Linked DNA regions of Gossypium hirsutum: region 1 is linked to region 2. The links are chromatin contacts, called in public Hi-C maps. All regions are on one chromosome and are shown on one strand. Each heading gives the region's core, a stretch centred on a gene start, on an enhancer-like site or on the middle of the called end of the contact. The rest is flanking DNA. Distances are from core to core; before and after follow the strand shown.

The links. A called contact is a pair of places that touch in the nucleus more often than the background predicts.
Region 1: a Hi-C map of leaf shows a contact between it and region 2, with 2.8 times the contacts expected there. The contact joins the promoter of LOC107919524 here to the promoter of LOC107896736 in region 2. A contact is called at or near these places in 2 of 34 Hi-C or Micro-C datasets (hypocotyl and leaf).

What each region holds. Positions count from the first base shown.
Region 1 is chrA10:94,164,402-94,169,878 of Gossypium_hirsutum_v2.1, reverse strand. LOC107919524 (monothiol glutaredoxin-S2) reads right to left here and starts at 3,805. Exons shown (of 1, transcript XM_016848972.2): 1 at 3,156-3,805. The coding sequence starts at 3,690. The coding sequence ends at 3,382. It overlaps LOC107920523 (acyl-CoA-binding domain-containing protein 6), which reads right to left and starts at 2,702. Exons shown (of 17, transcript XM_016850270.2): 1 at 2,293-2,702; 2 at 2,108-2,188; 3 at 1,645-1,734; 4 at 1,352-1,433; 5 at 967-1,110; 6 at 651-833; 7 at 271-337; 8 at 94-155. The coding sequence starts at 1,682.
Region 2 is chrA10:93,762,194-93,767,859 of Gossypium_hirsutum_v2.1, reverse strand. It overlaps LOC107896736 (alpha-soluble NSF attachment protein), which reads right to left and starts at 3,541. Exons shown (of 9, transcript XM_016822001.2): 1 at 3,144-3,541; 2 at 2,467-2,516; 3 at 2,315-2,387; 4 at 2,152-2,231; 5 at 1,345-1,496; 6 at 341-497; 7 at 196-243. The coding sequence starts at 3,288.

The sequences.
Region 1 (5,477 bases), core at 2,556-5,055, 400 kb before region 2:
CCTACTACTTCTTACTGTTCTTCTTTAGCCTTTTCTTTTTATGGTGTTCAATATTTACATGTATTTTGGCCTTTATAAGTTGGAAAAGAGTACCGGTATTTCTCCTTTTGCTTCCATAACTGACCAGCATTCTGTCTCCGTATCAAATGACCACACTGCAAAAAAAAAAAAAAAAAAAAAAAAAAGCCAAATTTGAGAACCAAAAACGTACAACATCATGTATGGAAACAGAAAGACAATACAAGACCATAAAAGACTGTAATTCAAAACCTGAAACTTTGTCATTTGCAGGGTCAGTTCGGCCTCCAACCAGGAGGGCCTTTTTCCCCCATGAAACCTGGGTAAGGATAAAACGAAAAAGCTCAAGAATATCAGTACTCCTAATACATTGCATCCCACTCATTAGAAATAACATGAACCAGCACTATGATACTATAAAGTAGCACAAACAAAGTAACCAAATCATTAAATTACAAGAATAAGATTGAAATCAAGTCTAAATAGCAGACACGGAGGTGGCAGTACACAGGGTCACTTAATATCATAGCTAACAAGCATAGATGAACAACAGTTTGGCTAGTTTATATAGTATGCAAAGCAAAGAGAATGCAACATAATGGAAAAACCTAATGCACCGCATATGATTGTACCAGACTATGGCCCTTGCATGAAGGAATCTTAAGTGGAAGATTGCTTGGCGACAAGTAAAGCTTCGATGATGCCATGGTCCAAGAAAAAGTGTCGAAATTAAGAACCTGCACATCATCTAACAATCCGTTTGCAGATTCACCACCAACCACTATCATCTTGTTCCCGACAACAGTGGCAGCATGCTACTCAAGGAACACAAAAATATTTCAGCATTTCCGTCATATCCGATATACAAAATTTGAATTAAGTCATTAACCCTAAGATATGAAGCAATCAGACAAATGGAAAACATCGATATACATATATATATATTACATTAAAGCGTGGCACAGGCGTTTCTCCAGCAACTGACAATACCATCCAATTCTCGGAGTTCCCTGATGAATTAATAACAGGGGCAGGAGGACAGTGGGATTCAAGTTCATCAGAATGATTAACAGCAAGCATAGCAGACTCAACCTGAAACACATTTGAAGGCTTTAGCAACTTATACACGCTATGTTCCTTGGACTCTTCATTTTCTTTAAGTACTCATATTGGAGGCATGGGGAGATGAACTCCAAATATATGAAAAAACATAGAAAAATCTAACCATACGATAATGTATGCATAGCCATATCCAACACACCGAGACCGAGTAATATATTATACACATGCCGACTGTTACAAAACAGAAATTCAAACATGTCAAAAGCCTCACATTTGAATTGTTGCTTTGTTTGGGCGGTCTCGTAGGACTTTTAATTCCATTGGCGGACTCTGAAAGCTGTACTTTCTTCACTCTAAATCAACACAAAAATATACTAAAAATAAGTGAACAATGTTCAGCAACAAGAGGTCTTCTTCATGAAAACAAAAGATGTGGGATTTGGGGAAATATTTAATCAAGTTTGCATCCTTTATCCACCAAGTTTCTTTATTGACATAAAGGTAAAAAGAACATAAATTTTAATAAAAAATAGAAAATGATATATATGGGAAGAAGAAACTGACCTGCCAAGCTTCATGCGTCTACGAGAAAAGCTAAACATTTTCACCAAAGCAAAGCAAAACTCTTTCAATCAAAAACCAGGAAATAAAGCCCTAAAATTTCCACAAAAAATGAAGCTACATTATCATCAAGGAAACAGCGTAAAACAACAAAAAAGCCTAACACTTCCTTTATCAAAGTTCTGTTTTTTTATTTTTTTTTCAAATAAAAACAAAGTACAATCGGGTCATATGTTAAACCAGAGACAAAAAGGTTTGACCTTTAAACTTGGACTTGAGCTGTTTGAGAATAAAAAAAAGGAAAATGAAATAAAATTAATTGGCCATTGAGGAAATGAAGGTAGATGAGGAAGAAAGTAGTTGAAGCATTAGCTTGGGAGTGTGAAAGAACACTAAGAAGGTGCACATTGAAGAAGTGAACTGTACTTCTGCAAATAGTGATGATAGAGAGAGAAAGACAAAGTACCGGGTCGTCTTGTCCTGTTGTGTTTTGTTTGATTTATGAGATCCTTTGCCAAGATTTGCTTTGGAAGGTCCCTCTAACAACCTACAGATAATAGTGGTAGCTAGCTACTTAGCTTAATACAAAGAAAACTAAAACTATGTAATAAAAACTTAAATTACAATTAAAATGGAAACAAAAGAACTTACTTTCATTCCAACCACCCATTTTCTTTTCCAGTTTTTACTATTTCCATGCGGGTGACTAAGGAAGAGTGAGAAATAACATGGGAAATTTGAATAAGTTTCTGTGTCAAAAAAGATGGCAAAAATAACGAGACCATGTTAAAAAAATACGTGTAGTTTTGTTGTTTAGTGTAAAGCTTTGATGGTCGAGCCTCGAGGCATTTAATGGCGAGCGGCAGTGGGCTCCATTACAAAGGATCCATCTCTCTCGGGAATTGCGTGCCGCTGCCATCACTGCCTCTGCCTGCTATAACTTTTCATCACACTGTACCATCTTCTCTCTATACTTTACAACAATACATTATCAATCCTGGCCCATTTACTCCAAAAATTTTGCAACCCAAATCCATTTATCTTTTTCGAAATGCCCATTTATATGCATGGTAGCAACTCCCAAGTATTATTTTCACAAATTTTCGCTACAAATATTAATGCTCTTTATTTTATATTTGTGAACTTAAAATTTTTTCAAGTCTACTTATATAATAAATTGTTAATCCAAATTTATTCATTATTTTTAACTTTAAAAAATATATTTATATTGTTTTTAATTTAGTATTTAGTATTTTTTATTTTTTTATTTATAAAATTTTATATATAGATATCATAACATTTTTTAAATGTTTATATTAAAGTAGTATATATTACAAAGTTAGAAAAATGAGTTGGGCTAGACTCGAGCCTTGATTATTTTAATCCAAGTCTAATCTATATTTAAATTAATCTAATTTTTTTCAAGTCAATTTTTTAAATTTAATATATTTTTTAAAATTCTCTCAATTTTCAAAGGATTCTTTACCGTTTGTTAGAAAAAAAAAAGATTAATGTAAATGTAAATCGCAACTTTTATTACTCAAAAACATAATTAGTACATTACCAAAAAGATAACATACCCACTCACTAAGAGAACTCGTTAATTAGTAGTGCTCACTGTTAATTAGACCTGAAATCTACACTCTCATGGATCTAATTTATGTGATTATATATAATAATATATAATAATCACAATTTTATTAGTGCCTTGGCATGCAAGTTAGTGGATTAATTTTTGAATTAAACCCAAAGTGCCCCTACTCTTCTAAGCATTGGAATTAAGGCTCGATTAAGATGAAGACTCATGACCTCATTAGCTCCACCAACGAATTCTCCACCAATGAAGACGGCTGGAACAGAAGGGTTGCAACCGAGCCTCGAAAGAGTTTGTTCGATTTCACGTCCTCTAGAAATCTCATCGAGTTCGTGAACCGCAGGGTTGACACCAAAGTCGTAGAAAAGGGTTTTGATGGTGTGGGACATGCAACACGAACTCTTGCTGAAGATCACCACTGGCTTCTCGGATGCCAACTTTGTCACTCTCTCCATTTGATATACTATGCGGAAAACAATGCCAAAAGTTAGGACGGGTTTTGCAAGTGAGAGGCTAAATGTATAGCTGTTGTTGAGATTGTGAAGTGCTTTGAATGCTCAACACCCACTGGTTTATATAGGGTTTTTGAGGAATCTGGTGGTGTTTAGTCGGCAAGAAAGCAAGTTTCCCTTTTTTGTTGGAAATGAAAATGAAAAAATAAAAGGAAAGCATCAGAAAATTGTTCGATTAGATCATAAAATAAAGCGATCAAATGCTGAACAAAAAAGAAGGATAGAGCAGCATCACGAATCTTTCTTTGCATACGGAATTGGTGTCCTTTGTACGGTGAAACGTTATAATTTTTACCAACTTTCATCGTTTTATTCATATTTTTCTTGGTAAAAAATTACTATGGAAATATTTATATAATAGAAGTCAGATTGCATTTTATCTATTCTACTAAAAAATGAGTAAATTAGTCCTTATACAGTTAGATTAAATAGAGAAGAAGTCCTTTTGCTAAAAAAAAATTCATCTATTTTTACAATTAACACTGGTCCCTGTACACGTACATCAACATGATATATATGTGGCACGCTATATGTCACACTCTGGTTATTTTGTTAAACACATTAATTTTTAATAGTAAAAATAGATGAACTTTTTAATAGAAAAAATTAATTTACTATTTAATCTAATGTACATGAACTAATTTACACCTTTTTTAATAGAGAGACAAAATATAATCTTACTCTCAGTACAATGGCCTCTATAATACTTTTACCTTTTTTTTTCAATTTTAGATTTAATTTTCATTTATCTTCAAAACCTTAACCTTTTCTCTCTATATCAAAAACTAAATTATTCTCTTAGTAACAATACATTAACATTTTAGATTAATATTATATATATATCCAATTTATCATATTTTGATTGTGACCAATCTTTTAATATTTGATAACGGATGAAATCATAATCCGAATAACTTTTTAATTCGACAAGAACTTTATAAATTTATTGGAAATATTTATGGGAAAGTTTGAGTTAGATCACTAAAGTTGAATACTGAGGGTTCATTTATAGGGAATTCGAGTAAAGTTAGTGTTGGTGTTGTTATCCGTGATTATCAAGGTAGTTAGGTGATTGGCTCTTTTCGTCACATCCCTAGAGCTATTAGCGTAGAGATTGAGCTATGGACCCTGAGTTTAGCTCGACAACTTAACATTAACAATCTTGAAATAGAAGTCAATGCTACATTTTTATGAAATCACCATCTAAATCTGACTTATTATCTCATTTGATTGATAAGTGCAAGACGCTTCTCCATTCTATGAGTTCTAGCTCATTGCTACATATCTTTTGTGAAGGGAACAAGTGTGGTGAAGCTTTAACTTGTATGGAGAGTAGTTTACAACTTCGACTCTCTTAATATGTCTTTTCTCTTGATAATTTATTTTGTGTGTATTAATCCTCCTAATTGTTTATTTCATTTACTTTTTAATTGCTAAATAATCTTTATTCCTTCTTTGAAAAAAAGTTAGAAACTCTTTAAAATCTATATACACTATTTGGAGTAGTTCCTTTCATGGAGGCATCTAATGAGTTGGATTTATCCAATGGGAACCTTTTTTTTTCTTTTTTCTTTTTACAACCACAATGACATTTCAATTCCAAATTAAGTAATCAAATGAGATTGCATATTGAGATTTTGATTCAAATTGAGTTTGAAGATAAATTTTAAATATATTCCACAATAATAAAAAACTCCTTTTTGTGAAAGAGATTTTTGAGCCTCAGTCAC
Region 2 (5,666 bases), core at 2,292-4,791:
AGAGGTAAGGCAGTGATAGGATATATCATTAGTCAATGCACATTAAGGTTGATAAGAGGAAAAATAAAACAACCGGTAAAACATGCTACCACTGATCAATCATATTTAAGCAGCAAAAGAACAGAACAGAATCACATTTTTGTGATCCAAAAACAAATTATAAACTGAAATAAGCATTTCTTTGGGATAACTTACAGCTAAAAATTTATATTCTCGTGTTCCAGAAAAAGTTGGATCCAGTTCCTGAAGAAATGAAATGCATAAAATACATAAGTTTAATATAACCAAACTAAGTTTAAAAGGTTAAGGTTTTATCATTTCTAAAGGGCCAAAATTCAACCTGATACCGCTCTAATGCATTGGTGATTGCAACATCACCTTTGCACAGTTGACAAATGCCAGCATTTAGAAGATGTCCTTTAGCTCCATACTTCAGCAAGTTATTGGAAAGTGACTGTCGTGCTATATCTTCATAGATCTCAACAGCTTTCTGGTATCTGGAGAAATATCATAAGCAGAGCTGTTAAGAAAATTGTCATTCTGTATTTATGCAACTGTCTTAGGATGTCTTTGGCATTGAAGCTAAAAAGCACTTTTCAACCCAAACCAGCTTTTCAAGTTAAAAGCAATACTAAACAAATAGCTTTTCAAGCTAAGCCAAATTTTTTTTTTTCTAAGTTTTGGCTTTTCAAAAGCAAATTTAGGTGTCAAAATATAAATTTGTCCCTCATTTATATTAACTATAAGTTCTAAATAAAACTTGTTTATTCAAATTAAATTTTATAAACAATTTAAGTTAATTACTTAAAAAGTATCTAAAATTTATATTTCGTATGTCATAATATTAACAATGAGGTACCATAATTTTCTTCTATTTGTACTATATACTAAATTGAACATTTGTTAGTACCAAAATAATGAAAACATGGCATCGTGGTAGTAATAATAATATATATGGAAATAAGGATATTTTACATTTAAGTCAATAATTCCGTGAAATTTTTATTAACAAGAATTATGATTATATGTGATTTTAATATCTAAAATATAATTTACATATTCAAATTAGATTTTACAAACAATTTATAATAATAGCTTAAAAGTATGTAAAATTAATATTTCATGTATAATTAAGGAATTTGAATTAACTTATTTTTTACTTTATAATACCGTGTCTAAAATGGATATTTTAACTTTCCACAGCACTTTTAAAAGCATTTTTCAATAACAATGCTAATCTAGCCCTTAGCAAATTAAAACACCATCAATGATTACAAACCATTGACAACGGTAGAAGACTAAAACTTGCAAGAACAGTGTCTACAAGAAGTTGAACATGCTTACTGTTCTATCTGAGCAGCAAATTGTGCAACTTTCTGCTTACATTGGTTGGCAGAGGTTGATATATCTTCATTTTGGAAGAAATCAGCTGCCTTTTCATAATAATCAATGGCCTGCTCAGTGTTCTGTTCAGACTCATATAATTCAGCAATTTCCTGCACATAAAAGAAGCACCCATGTCTATGAATAACAGTAAATAACATCATGAAAAGTTATGGTTATGTATGTTCAACGATACTACGGGCTAGTTTAATTTCACTGTGGGGGAAAAAAACCTTAGATTATAAAACCATGTGTTGGAAAAGGTGTTAAAACATGTGGTGAAACATTATGATTTAGAAACTACCAAGTGTTCACTATTGCAATGAAAAAGTGTTGTAAGGAATCAAAATGTCAAAAACAAATATGCTTAAAATAATATGGGTTTAGAGATGTAAAGATAATAATCAATTTATTCGAAATCCAGCTTCCAAACCAAAAAAGCTTCATTTTTCTTAGCATGTTAGTTTGCATTGTCAAACCAAGATTTAAAACACAGAAGCCTAAACTTTTTACCATTTAGCATCAAATTTGCAGTGAAACATAACTTCTGGCATTATAAGTTGTACCAACAAGAATGCTAAACGAGACTTATGAGAAGCACAGATGCTTGGGAGCTTTAACTCTAGTGGCAACATTGCTAATGAACAATTAGGAAAAAATTATGAACCCAACCAAAATGAAAGGCAACCACATATACATAAACAATTACAATGAATGACAAACTCCTTTTTCCCTTGAAAGACTCGCATATTAATGGATAAAAAACACCTTATAATACTTGGCAGCCATGCTGAGCCTTCCAATATCACAAAACATGTTCACTGCCTCTTTCAGGCAGGATATAGCCTCTGCATAGGAACAAAATTGAGTCACAGATTAATCAAGTCAAAATTCCAGAACTTTTAGATCAAACCATGCACTCCAGACTCACCCTTTACATTTGTCTTCTTATAGCAATGAGCAGCATCAACATAAGCTTGAGCAGCTTCATGTTTGCTTTCTAGCTATAGATATGTAAAACAAAGGAGTTAAACTAAATCTTAAATAACAGTTAATTACTAAGAACTGAACCGAAGGGCTTACTTTCAAGTTACAATTTGCTAACTTTACATAAGTTGATCCAGCTTTGTCCCCTTGAGAAAAGAAAAACATAAAAGAGGATAAGAATTAGAGCCAAGCATACAGTTTCAGCACATTTCAAATACCTATTGAATTATAAAGTAATTAATAAATGATCCGATGTTAAAGAAATCCAAACTCTCACATTTTCTAACTGAACCAAAACAGTGACGCAATCGGAATTAAATTGAATTATAAAGTAATTAATCAATACTCCAATCTTAAAGTAACCTTAATTTTCACGTTTTCTGAACTGAACTAAAGCAATGACGCAATCGGAGTTAATCAATAAATACAATACAATTAACAAATAAAAATTACGAAGAATAATAATATAAATATCATCGATTGCGACCAAATCCTAATTCCGGTCGCCTAAATAGAGACATTAATCAAAAGATCTCGAATATTTCATTTCTTTCCAACCATTCTCCGTCCAACATTTTCTCAATAAACAAACAGAAAACTTTTGTTAAAAGGAAATAACTATAAATTTTATATTACAGTTTCGGAATCGCAAAACTAATCAGAAAATCTTGAAAATTCCATTTTCTTAGATAAAGTTTAATCCATCATTTTCTTAAGAAAACAAACATGATTTTTAAAAAAAAAAGTTACAGAAAGGCTTTGCAAAAAATTACATGATTTGGCGAGCTTGAAGCAATTGGCCGCTTTATCAAATAGCTCGGCGGCGTCTTCATGTTTGGAGCCAAACAAACCCCACCCGCTTAACTTTTTCTCTGCTTTTTGCTCGAATTCTTCTCCTCTCGCCAATTGATCTCCCATTTCCCTTTTTCTTATGTTGCTTCGTTTGATCAGAAATGAACAGAAAAACGGAGAGTCTTAAGATCTAAGCAAATAAAAAGGGAAAAAAGCTTGAAAACTCATTTTCTCACTTTTCTAAACTTTTTTCCCACTTTCAACTATCATTTTCATTACTTTATCACAAATAAAAAATTAAATACCAAAATAGAAAATATATAATTTAAAGTGTAAACTATTTAGTCTAGGTTACCAAAATTAAATTTTTACTAAGTTCATCCTGACTTTCATTTTAACACTTTCATTTTAATTATTAATTAATTTTGTAAAAAATCACATAAGGTTATGTGTTTTCTCATTTTCCCAATTTTTGTAGTAGTTTGTAATTAGTTAAATTATTATATGTTAATTGTTTAGATGTTATTTAATATCAATCATGCATTTCTACAATTAAATAAATTAGTTATTTAAAAAAAATTAAATGTAGTTTCAATACTATGTGACCCATAGTTTTTTCCAGTAGTTATATTTAGAATTAATATATATATTGGATTTATAAATTCTAATAAAATAATAATTGTGAAAAATGATTACTTTATTTAATTTAATATTATAAATCAAATGGAAAATGTTTTTTTCTTTTTAAATTAAGAAAAAAGGAACAATTTTATTCTAATAAAATAAAACACAACGTAAATAAAATATACGAAAAGATCATTATTGTAAAAATTGAGGTATACTAAATTAATTCAATATTGCTTCTTTTTTTCTGTCATTTCCACTGCAAACTTATGATTCTTGTTGTAAAATTACAATTAGAATCTCTAAATCAAAAATAGTTTTTCTCTCTTCTCCGGTAGGAATAATTTCTCGAATAGATGTTACATTTGACCAAGATTGTACAGTGAATAAAACAATGGTTAATGGAAGGCATAATAATACATTTAAGTTTGTATACAAATAATTTATATCAATGGTTTATAAAGTTGCTCAGTAATTTTTTGTCATGTTTAATTGAAGAAAACAATCGAGTACTTAAATATGTTACTATTTATAAAATTGATGTTCTGAGCGGATTCAAGACATGTTAAACACATGTACTACTATTTCTGCCAACTACACTTTGTGGCCCTCTCCTGCGAACTCCTTAGCATATGTGAATTGGGACTGCGAACCATCTTTGCGAGCTCTCTTGGCGAACTTTCTCTATGAGACCTGCACGTAGTGGCGAGCTCCCCTAATAAACTCCTTCTACGAGACCTGCACGCATCTTACTGACAGGGCCTTACTGGGTCATGGGTAAGAGATTTGAACCTCATTTGAATTTTAGGTCCCCAAATCATAAATAGTGCATAAAAAAATTAAATTTGAAAGTGAAATAGTGATTTAATATTTAAAGCATCTAAAAAGGAATAACATGAGAAAGTCTAAAAAGAAAATTGAAACAAATTGTTGATATTTCAAACACAAAAGAATAAAAAAAAAGAAGAAGGTACAATATGTAATACGCCTTTGTCTTATTTTAAATTAAATATAATATCTAAAAATGGAAAAAACATGAAAATAGCTACTCTATATATATATATATTTCTAATTTCTAATTTCATATTTAAGTTTTCCTTGGCTTGATCTCCACATTTCTTCATTGCATTTGCACATTCAGCATGAAGAAAATACATAATTTTTAAGGTATTTAGAAGGATTCATAACTTGCCTAAATTTGAAAAAAAAACACAAATTATTTTTAAGGTATTTAGAATGGATTATAAAAAAAAATTATGATGAAAGAAACCCTTACTGTTGTTTCTTTTTTGCCAGTCTTGTTTTCATTATGCAAAAATTAGGGGTTAGCCTCTTCTTAGTTGCTGTAAGGTTTCTTCAATTAAATATGATCTATATAGAGAAATAAGAAAGTTGAGATTGATATATTATAACTAATTAAGTGTGAGTATGAATGAAGCAAAGAGTTTAAATGAAGAAATTATTGTAGAAGATGCAAACGCAGAAGATGATATTTCTGATGGTCACGACTTGAGCCGGAAGGTTACCATTACTACCCCACTTGATTCTGATGTTGATGGAAGAGATGCCTCTTATCATAAAGCAAAGAAAGCTAAATCGCTTTTTGCTTGATACTCACCCTTAATTAGTGATATTGGTTAAGGGAATCGATGGTTCTCGGGTCATTGTTGTAAGAAGTGAAGAAGGTGATAACAAAGTTGTCGCCGTGGTTTTGCGAGGAAGTACAGATAGTATATTGGATGATCTTGAAACAGCCGTTGATGATTGTGTGAATACATGTAAGGCAATGTGCAGGGATAGTCATATAGCTGCTACTGAAATTGAGTTGGCGAGAAGACCGAAAGAGTTATCCTTCTAAGGAAACAGGATTGGATCAGTAT